Regions from separate parts of the Sus scrofa genome. Here region 2 is linked to region 1. The links are chromatin contacts, called in public promoter capture Hi-C maps. All regions are on one chromosome and are shown on one strand. The core of a region is the stretch at or near the end of the contact, and the rest is flanking DNA. Distances in the headings are between cores, read along the strand shown.

The links. Promoter capture Hi-C pulls out the DNA fragments that hold promoters and counts their contacts.
Region 2: a promoter capture Hi-C map of liver shows a contact between it and region 1, with 3 times the contacts expected there. The contact joins the promoter of FAM96A here to the promoter of NARS in region 1. A contact is called at or near these places in 1 of 5 promoter capture datasets (liver) and 2 of 47 Hi-C or Micro-C datasets (heart right ventricle and liver).

Annotation. Positions count from the first base shown.
Region 1 is chr1:106,930,826-106,934,727 of Sscrofa11.1, forward strand. It overlaps NARS (asparagine--tRNA ligase, cytoplasmic), which reads right to left and starts at 2,280. Exons shown (of 16, transcript XM_003121455.6): 1 at 2,081-2,280.
Region 2 is chr1:107,949,861-107,953,837 of Sscrofa11.1, forward strand. FAM96A (MIP18 family protein FAM96A) reads left to right here and starts at 1,758. Exons shown (of 4, transcript XM_021093923.1): 1 at 1,758-2,052. The coding sequence starts at 1,929. It overlaps SNX1 (sorting nexin-1), which reads right to left and starts at 60. Exons shown (of 15, transcript XM_021093910.1): 1 at 1-60.

The DNA.
Region 1 (3,902 bases), core at 1,030-3,529:
TGCCTGTAGCACCAGCATCTGTGGACTTACAGAATGCCGTGCCCATCTCCACAGTACATAACATCTGCTATAATCAGGGAACACATTTTCAATGAAAGAAATGTCTGTGGTGTTCACTGTGTAACCATGGGCTTTGCGTCAAGTTAGATTACTGCTTAAAATAATCACATGTGTGTCCTTTTCCTGTGTGGGAAAAATGTACTTCCCTGCTTAAATCATGTTGGGCTTGGCTGTGTGGATTTTTTCTGACTGTGGGAGATGGGCAGATGTGATGAAAGTGTGAAGTGGAGATTGGTACTTGCCACCTGCCTCGACACAGACTGAATCATGAGTCACTGCAGGCTGCCAACCCTCAACACCCCCTGAAAGTCTCCAGGGTGGAGATCAGGAGTGAGGCATTCTGTGCTCTGGGAGAACTGGCAGAACAGGTCTTCGACAGTTAAATATTTTCAGGAGAGGATTTTATGAGCCCAATTCTTACATCTCATATCTAGAAAAGACTTCATGGTGACATCTGCTCCTGGTAACTAGCAGTAACCTCCACAAGGCTAGCAGCTAACTTATATAAAATGTGTGTGTGTGGCTGCATGTACTTCCCCTCCAAAATCACATGTGTACTGACACTCCCTCCTACTTCTTTGGAGCAGAATTTCAAAGTTATCTGAAATGCTGCCTCCTGGGCTGTAGTCTTCATTTTGTCCCCAGTAAAACAACTTTCAACTTGTAAGTCATCCATAGTTTTTAAGCTGACAAAAGCGAAGGTTTAAAGTGTGCTTGTATTTTTTAAATTTATTTTTTATTTTTTAATTTTATTACTCAATGAATTTATTGCATTTATATAAAAATAAAAATAATAATTAAAAATTTTTTAAAAATTTAAAGGAAAAAAATTTTTTAAAAATGTGCTTGTACAGTTGAGTGTGTTTTCTTGCCCCTGCCATTATCAGGAGAAGAGTTTACTGGTCCAAGGAAGGTGATAGAAGTGTGACCTGGATCCAGTCTACATCTTGGAACTAAACCCACCTGAACTTGGTCCAGATCAGCTGACTCCTAGATAGACCAGTGAGAATAAATGATTGTTGTGTTGCCTCTGAGTTTTGGAACATTTTGTTACACAGCTTTATCAGGACAGTAGTGACCGATAAAAGCCCCGTTACTCAGAAGCAGCTGGCTTAAAAGAGGAGCTGAATAGCCTATTGGGAGGCAGTTAAAACACACTGCAAGGTGTCAGACAATGTTTGATGCAATCTCTCACACAGTGGAATGTATATTATTATGATTATTTTGTGTGTTTTTTGGTTTCAAACAGTTCTCCAGGTATTTTCATTTCTGTGAAGCACTTGAAATGTCTATGACCCACACTGAAGCCAGAAGGCAGAAATCTTTACTGTTTTTTTTTTTTTGGTTTTGTTTTGTTTTGTTTTTTGTCTTTTTGCTATTTCTCTGGGCCGCTCCCACAGCTTATGGAGGTTCCCAGGCTAGGGGTTGAATCGGAGCTGTAGCCGCCACCCTACGCCAGAGCCACAGCAACGCGGGATCCGAGCCGCGTCTGCAACCTACACCACAGCTCAAGGCAACACCGGATCGTTAACCCACTGAGCAAGGGCAGGGACAGAACCCGCAACCCGCAACGAATTCCTAGTCGGATTCGTTAACCACTGCGCCACTACGGGAACTCCAATCTTTACCGTTCTTTGCCCAAAGGAAGGACAAACTCTCCTAACACCAGTGAAGACCACATGAAATGGAAGTGAGAGAAGGGACGACAGCTCCAGGGCAACTGCAGACAAGACCCTCTGCCTGCCTCCTGCAGTTTCTACCCCCAGTAATAAAAACAAAGCAGTCAACCTCTTTCCTAGAGTGGTTTGCTCCTCATCTACCCACAGCCCGTACTGAACTTGCCCCTGCCCCCTGTGTCTGGTCCCTGGCCCGTACATGTCACTACCAGAATGTAGGTAAGATGCCATGCTGGCATCCTTCCAGGGCACTCAGCACAGCTTGCACTCAGTAAGCGTTTGCTAATTATCTGTTGGGCAGACAGTTTAGTCCAACCTCCTTCCGGAAGCAGAACTTTACTTACAGCATCGTGGAAACAGTCACTTCCAAGAACAAATTGAAATTTGTCGGTGCTTATAGTGAATGAATGCATGCAGTGAATGGTATTGTTTTTCTCTCCTCCTCAGACCGCCCAGCTGGGGCGCCCTCTTCTTGCGGTCCTCGATATTTCGCCCCCGCCCATCAGGGTTGTTCTAGTCTCTGGGTAGAAGCCTCCTCCGCTCCACCGGGAGCCAGAAGCGAATCACGGTCCTAACCCTGTTATGGCCCCCGCGGGCCACCGTAGCGGGCCGCTGGCTGGGGCCCAAGGCCCGCAACTTCCGTGTTGCCATGTTGTCTCCAGGCACTTTTGCCTTTCCACACGTGGTCTTAACATTTCCGGTTCTGCGCGGCACCTCCCCTGTGAGTAAGGGAGGCTGGATCTCAGGCTTGTTTGAGCACAGCTTTCCGTGCGTTATCTTGGAGCAAGCGCGCAGGCTTCTTTAGCGCTTTTTTATGCACTAAAGTTATTTGCTCCTCAAGACGTTTCGAAGAGAGAAGAGGCAAAAATCACTGTAAGCGTTTCTAGGACACTTTTCCCCAACCCAGGGCCGGGAACGGGGGCTGGGGTGTGGGGAGGGGAAGCTTAGTGTTTGCCTAGATAGCGAAGCGGTCAAGCAATCGAAGAAAATCTCAGTAATGTTTGAGAAAATCTCAGTAATGTTTAAAATCGATTTGACACTGCAAACAAAAAGTGGGAATTATCATTACAGTGACACTATTAACTTAGAAAACTGGAAATGTAACTTTTTGCTTGTAGAGTTAAATTTAAGCATTTAGGTTTGCTCGTTAATTTATTTTGGCGGCCCCCAGGCTCTTTCGTGTTTGTAAACTGCTAGCTTTGTCTTTAATCTCTTCCTGAAAAGTTAAAATGAAGGACACTATAAAGTGTCCTTCATTTTTCTTGAAGGCGGGTGACTAATGGGGCACTGAAGCCAGATATCCTAGGACACAGGGCTCTTTCTGCCTCAGTGACTCTGCTCGGGTTCCTTAATCTCTCTGAGCCACAGGTTTTTCAACTGTAAAGTGATGATAATATTCTGGAAAGGCTGCCTTTGGAGGTTAATGTGAGATACAGAAATGCCTAGTGTGTGCTTGGCATCTAGTGAACTTTCTGAATTAGGATGTAAATAGTATTGCTAGTTAATCATTGTTCTTTTGTTCCATGATCCTGCTTAAATCAAATCTCAGGCCTTCAAACTGCTGAGGGATGCTGGTGGGACGGACCCATACCCCACTCCTAATGAATTCTGGCCAGTTTTCAAAGTATCTCAGACTCTGCAGATCTTTTCCACTGCCCCAACTCTCTCAAGAAATGACCCATCTCTTGCTTCACGCTGTTGAATAGGAGCTCTGATGGCCCTCCTTCAAAACTCTCAAACTTTCCAGGCTCAGCACCTGTCCTTACCTTCTGGTACAATGTAACCACAGCTGACCCTTGAACAACACAAATTTGAATTGATGGGTGGGTTTTTCCCCAGTAAATACCTAGTGCAGTAGTACAGGATCTGCAGTTGGTTGATTCCACCGATGGTCAGTTATAAAGTTATAATCTGATTTTCGGCTGCGTGAGGATTTGTGCCCTAACCCCTGAGTTGTTCAGGGCTCAGCTGTTGTATCCTTCCTCCTGTCTTCTCAGTCCTCCTTATTTCTCCAGTCTAATCTCTATACTCCAGCCAGGGCGAACAGTTGGAAACATAAACTCTCATTCTCCAGCTGGCAACCCTCCCTGACTTCTTTTGCTCTTAGGATCCACCCCAACCCCCCCCCGTAGGCTCACCAGGCTGTATGCTCTCAAGCTTTCTAAA
Region 2 (3,977 bases), core at 508-3,007, 1.0 Mb after region 1:
GAGCAAAGCGTTCCAGCAGAGCGGAGGCGGGATGGCAGCCACCAGCCCTGCGGGACACACAGGGCGGGGAAAAGGGGCGGGGCGTACTCGCTCGGGGCGGGGTGGGGGCCGGCTCGCAGCTCCTGTCCAGCCAATCCAAGCCCTGGATCGCGACCCCGCACTCTTAACCTAGGGAGCAGAGGAGCAAGAGAGGAGGAGCTAGGGGCCGCTCAGGTTCCTGTGGCTCTTTGTGCTTTATCTAATAGACTTCTTAAGGAGATGAAAAAAGTCTGAAAACCTCTACCAGCCACCAACTCATGCCAAGCGCAGCGGCTTCAAAGACATTTAATAAGTATTTTTGGTTGAGGTCTCAACATATGCAGTCAATTTTCGCCATTTATTCTCTTGACATTTAGTTAGTTCATTCAAGAAATAAATATTGAGCATCTACTCTGTGCCTCGCACCCTGCTATGCGTTTCACATATAAAAATAAAGCTCCTTCTGCCCACCAGGCGCTTGAGGGAGACGGGCATGTAAATTAACAATTCAATACGATCAGTGCTATAATGTGCTGTGGGAGCATAGTAAGAGATCATCAATTCTGCCTGGAGAAGTCAGGACGCCTCAAAGAGGTGAGACTTCAGTGGGCTAAGTTTGGTCGCAAGGAAGTTAGGATTATCCTCACAACTGCTGTGGAGTAAGTGGAGTGGAACAGATGACAGGGGAATTATTAAACTCTGAACCAAATTTTCCTGCGGCCTAAACTATTCACTATTATCTGGTGGGCTTAAAGTCTAAATCAGCTATATAAGATTTTATCTTTAAAGATAAATAGGATATGTTATCATGGGATAACTCAGCAAGAAATCCTGACCTTCCTCTCAATAGAGATGATACTAAACTTGGCATCAACTTTGACAAAAGGTTTAGTTTGTTTGTAACTGCAAATCTCTCAGCATCAGGTGTTGGCTCCCTCACAGGTCTGTGAGCTGCTTAAGGGCGGGAGTCCTGTCCCATCTTGTATCCTCCGCGTCTATAGACTAAGTCTGGCAAATTAAGTATCTAATAAACGTTTGAGACTTGATTGGAAGGATGGATGGATAAAATTAATACCATCAACCTTGTTACTGGCATCATCACAGCCACCAATACCAAAGGGCTTAGAACGTTCTTTTTAGGATTGCGATCTCTAATGTCACTGTGAGACACACCGGACACAGGGGAAAGCTCTCTCGTTCTAAGTTGTCTTCGAGGGAAACTGGCAGAAATATTCAGGGGGTATTGGGAGTTGTGCTGGCCTGAGTTCCTATGAGACAAAACCAAAAAGGAACCCCCTCCACGCCTAACCATCCAAGTACACGTCCTTTCACTGCAACGGAAACTCACTTCCGGCCTGACTAGTCGTTAAGAAAACTTTGGCTGGAAGCGACACTCTCTCGGAGAAATAACGGTAGGGAGTCTCCGTGTAGACGTCCTCCAGCACTAGAAATCAAGATTTCCTTTTCCCTACCTCTTCAGTATTCATCCTTAGCTTATCCAAGCGCTGAGTGAGGCATTTTGTAATGGGTAACAAAACGTTACCTCCCTCCCGACCCCCCCACCGTGGGAAACTACAGTTCCCATAATGCAGCTCTCCGTCTTCCGAAGAAAACGCCCATACGTCCCAGCACACAACGCGCTTCACGTGCCTCTAGGGATTTCCCCCCCCCCCGCCCGCCCCTCCTGTCCGCCAAAGCCGAGCAAAGTATGCTGGGGTTTGTAGTCCGTGCAGCCTTTTTCCCTAGATCCTTCGCGCTACTCCGTCCAGTCCCGCCTAGTCTCTGCTGCCCAGGACCTTTTAGGCTTGTCTTGGCCCCTTTGAAGATCAGGAAGTTGATAAATTGTGAAGCTCGCTGTTGAAAGACGGTGGCTCGGGTGGGACAGTCGCCAGGGATGGCGGAGCGTGAGAATGGAGCGGGTGTCCGGGCTGCTTTCCAGGACGCTGAACAGAGTCCTGTGGCTCTCCGGCCTCTTTGAGCGCGGAGCTGCCCGGCAGCCCCGGATCATGGAAGAGAAAGCGCTAGAGGTTTATGGTAAATAATTTTACCGAGGGCAGTGTTTGGCGGTATATATGGAGGCGGGGGTAACTTGGGCCTCACCTGAGAGTGGGAGTGGTTTTTGCCGGATTTCTGGGAGCATGGAAAGCTTTTTCTCCCGGGTCCCAAGTTTTTCGGGCATGTGGTCTTTATAAGGTTCTTCCTAAACCTAGGGCAAGTCGAACCCTGAGTCTCAAATGCTTCAATTTTCTTGTCTGCCTCACGTTCTAGTGGCCATCTCAAGACATCTGGGCAGAGCAGGAGTCTAGGATGCTTGGTTAGGAAGCAAAGCTGGCCTGATTGCATGACTTGAGCTTCCTATCTCCAGCCCCTGGACACACAATCCTGCCACCGCCGAGGGCATTGCTGGGTGGAGTTGAGGACTAGCTCAAGGTCACAGCTACTCTTTTCTGCATAGGCAATAGCCAGAGGTTCCTGAGAGCCTAGCCTTGAACTTTAAGTTTTGTTGTTGTTGTTTTTGTTTTTTTTCCACACAGCTAAGCCTGGAATGCAAAAACAAAAGAAGAACAAAAAAGCAAACCACACACAGAGTTTTAGATGTAGATGCAGGTAGACTCTTTTCAAACCCTGGAACCGTCTTCACTGTACAGATGAGGAAACAAAGGTTTAGAGTGGTTAAGCAACTACTTGGAGGCCACATTGACTCCATGGAAACACCAAAACCAAAGTTTTGGTTAAGGAAACACCAAAAACCAATCACTAAGTTTGGAATCTTCTGATTCCAAACTTAGTGCACTTTTGCTTTATGACTTACCTTTTTTGGGGATTTTCTAGTATTGTGTTTGAAAACTAAAAAGACTGGTCTAACTTTCGGCAATTCCTGGTAACCAGGGTAAAACTGCAAGAATGCAAATATGCAGGTAAGGATTATAGACCAGTAGAAAGAAGCCAGGGATGTTAAAGACATTTGGAGCTAATCTAGTTTACCTATTGCTAGAGGCAGGACTTAACCCCAATGAGGAGATAATTATGAATGGAATGATCTCCACAAGGCAGATGGACACATTCCTGTCCTGTCAGATCTCTATCTCCAGCATCTAGGGACAACAGGGCACTGGTGATACAACTTTGAAAGAGAGTTTTTGTCCTCACACTTTTGTTGAGGGGAGCCTTTATAAATGCAAAAATGTAACTTAAAAATCATATGCAAAAGAAGGCCAAAGACTGTACGAGAGATACAGAAATTCAGAGGAAGGAGAGACTTTAAGGAGACACTTGGTAGTTTCAGTTGTGGCACAGTGGAAAAGAACCTGACTACTATTCATGAGGATGCAGGTTCCAGCCCTGGCGTTGCTCAGTGGGTTAAAGATCCAGGATTGTCGAGCTGTGGTGTAGGTCACAGACGAGGTTCGGATCTGGCCTTGCTGTGGCTGTGGCGTAGACCAGTGGCTACAGCTCCGATTTGACCCCTAGCCTGGGAACCTCCATATGCCGAGGGTGCAGCCCTAAAAAAAAAAAAAAAAAGACAAAAAAAAAAAAAAAAAAAAAGGAGTCACTTGAATTGGGCCTTGAAGGATTGGTAGGATCTGGACATATAAAGAGTATATGGAGTTCCTGTCATGGCAGAGGGGAAATGAATCCCATTAGGAACCGGGAGGTTGTGGGTTCAATCCCTGGCCGTGCATAGTGGGTGAAGCATTCGATGTTGCTGTGAGATGTGGTGTAGGTTGCAGACGTGGCTCGGATCCAACATTGCTGTGGCTGTGTAGGAACCTCCATATGCCGTGGGTGCGGCCCCCCAAAAAAAAAGAGAGAAGAAAAAGTGGAGGCCATGCTAAGCAGAGGAAACTGGAGCAAAATTATGGAAGTGAGACAATAACTTGTTTAGCGAATGACAGGCAGGGTTTGTGGTTAAAAGTCAAGGTCTGGTCAAAACTTATGCATAGCAGATTGGAATTGGG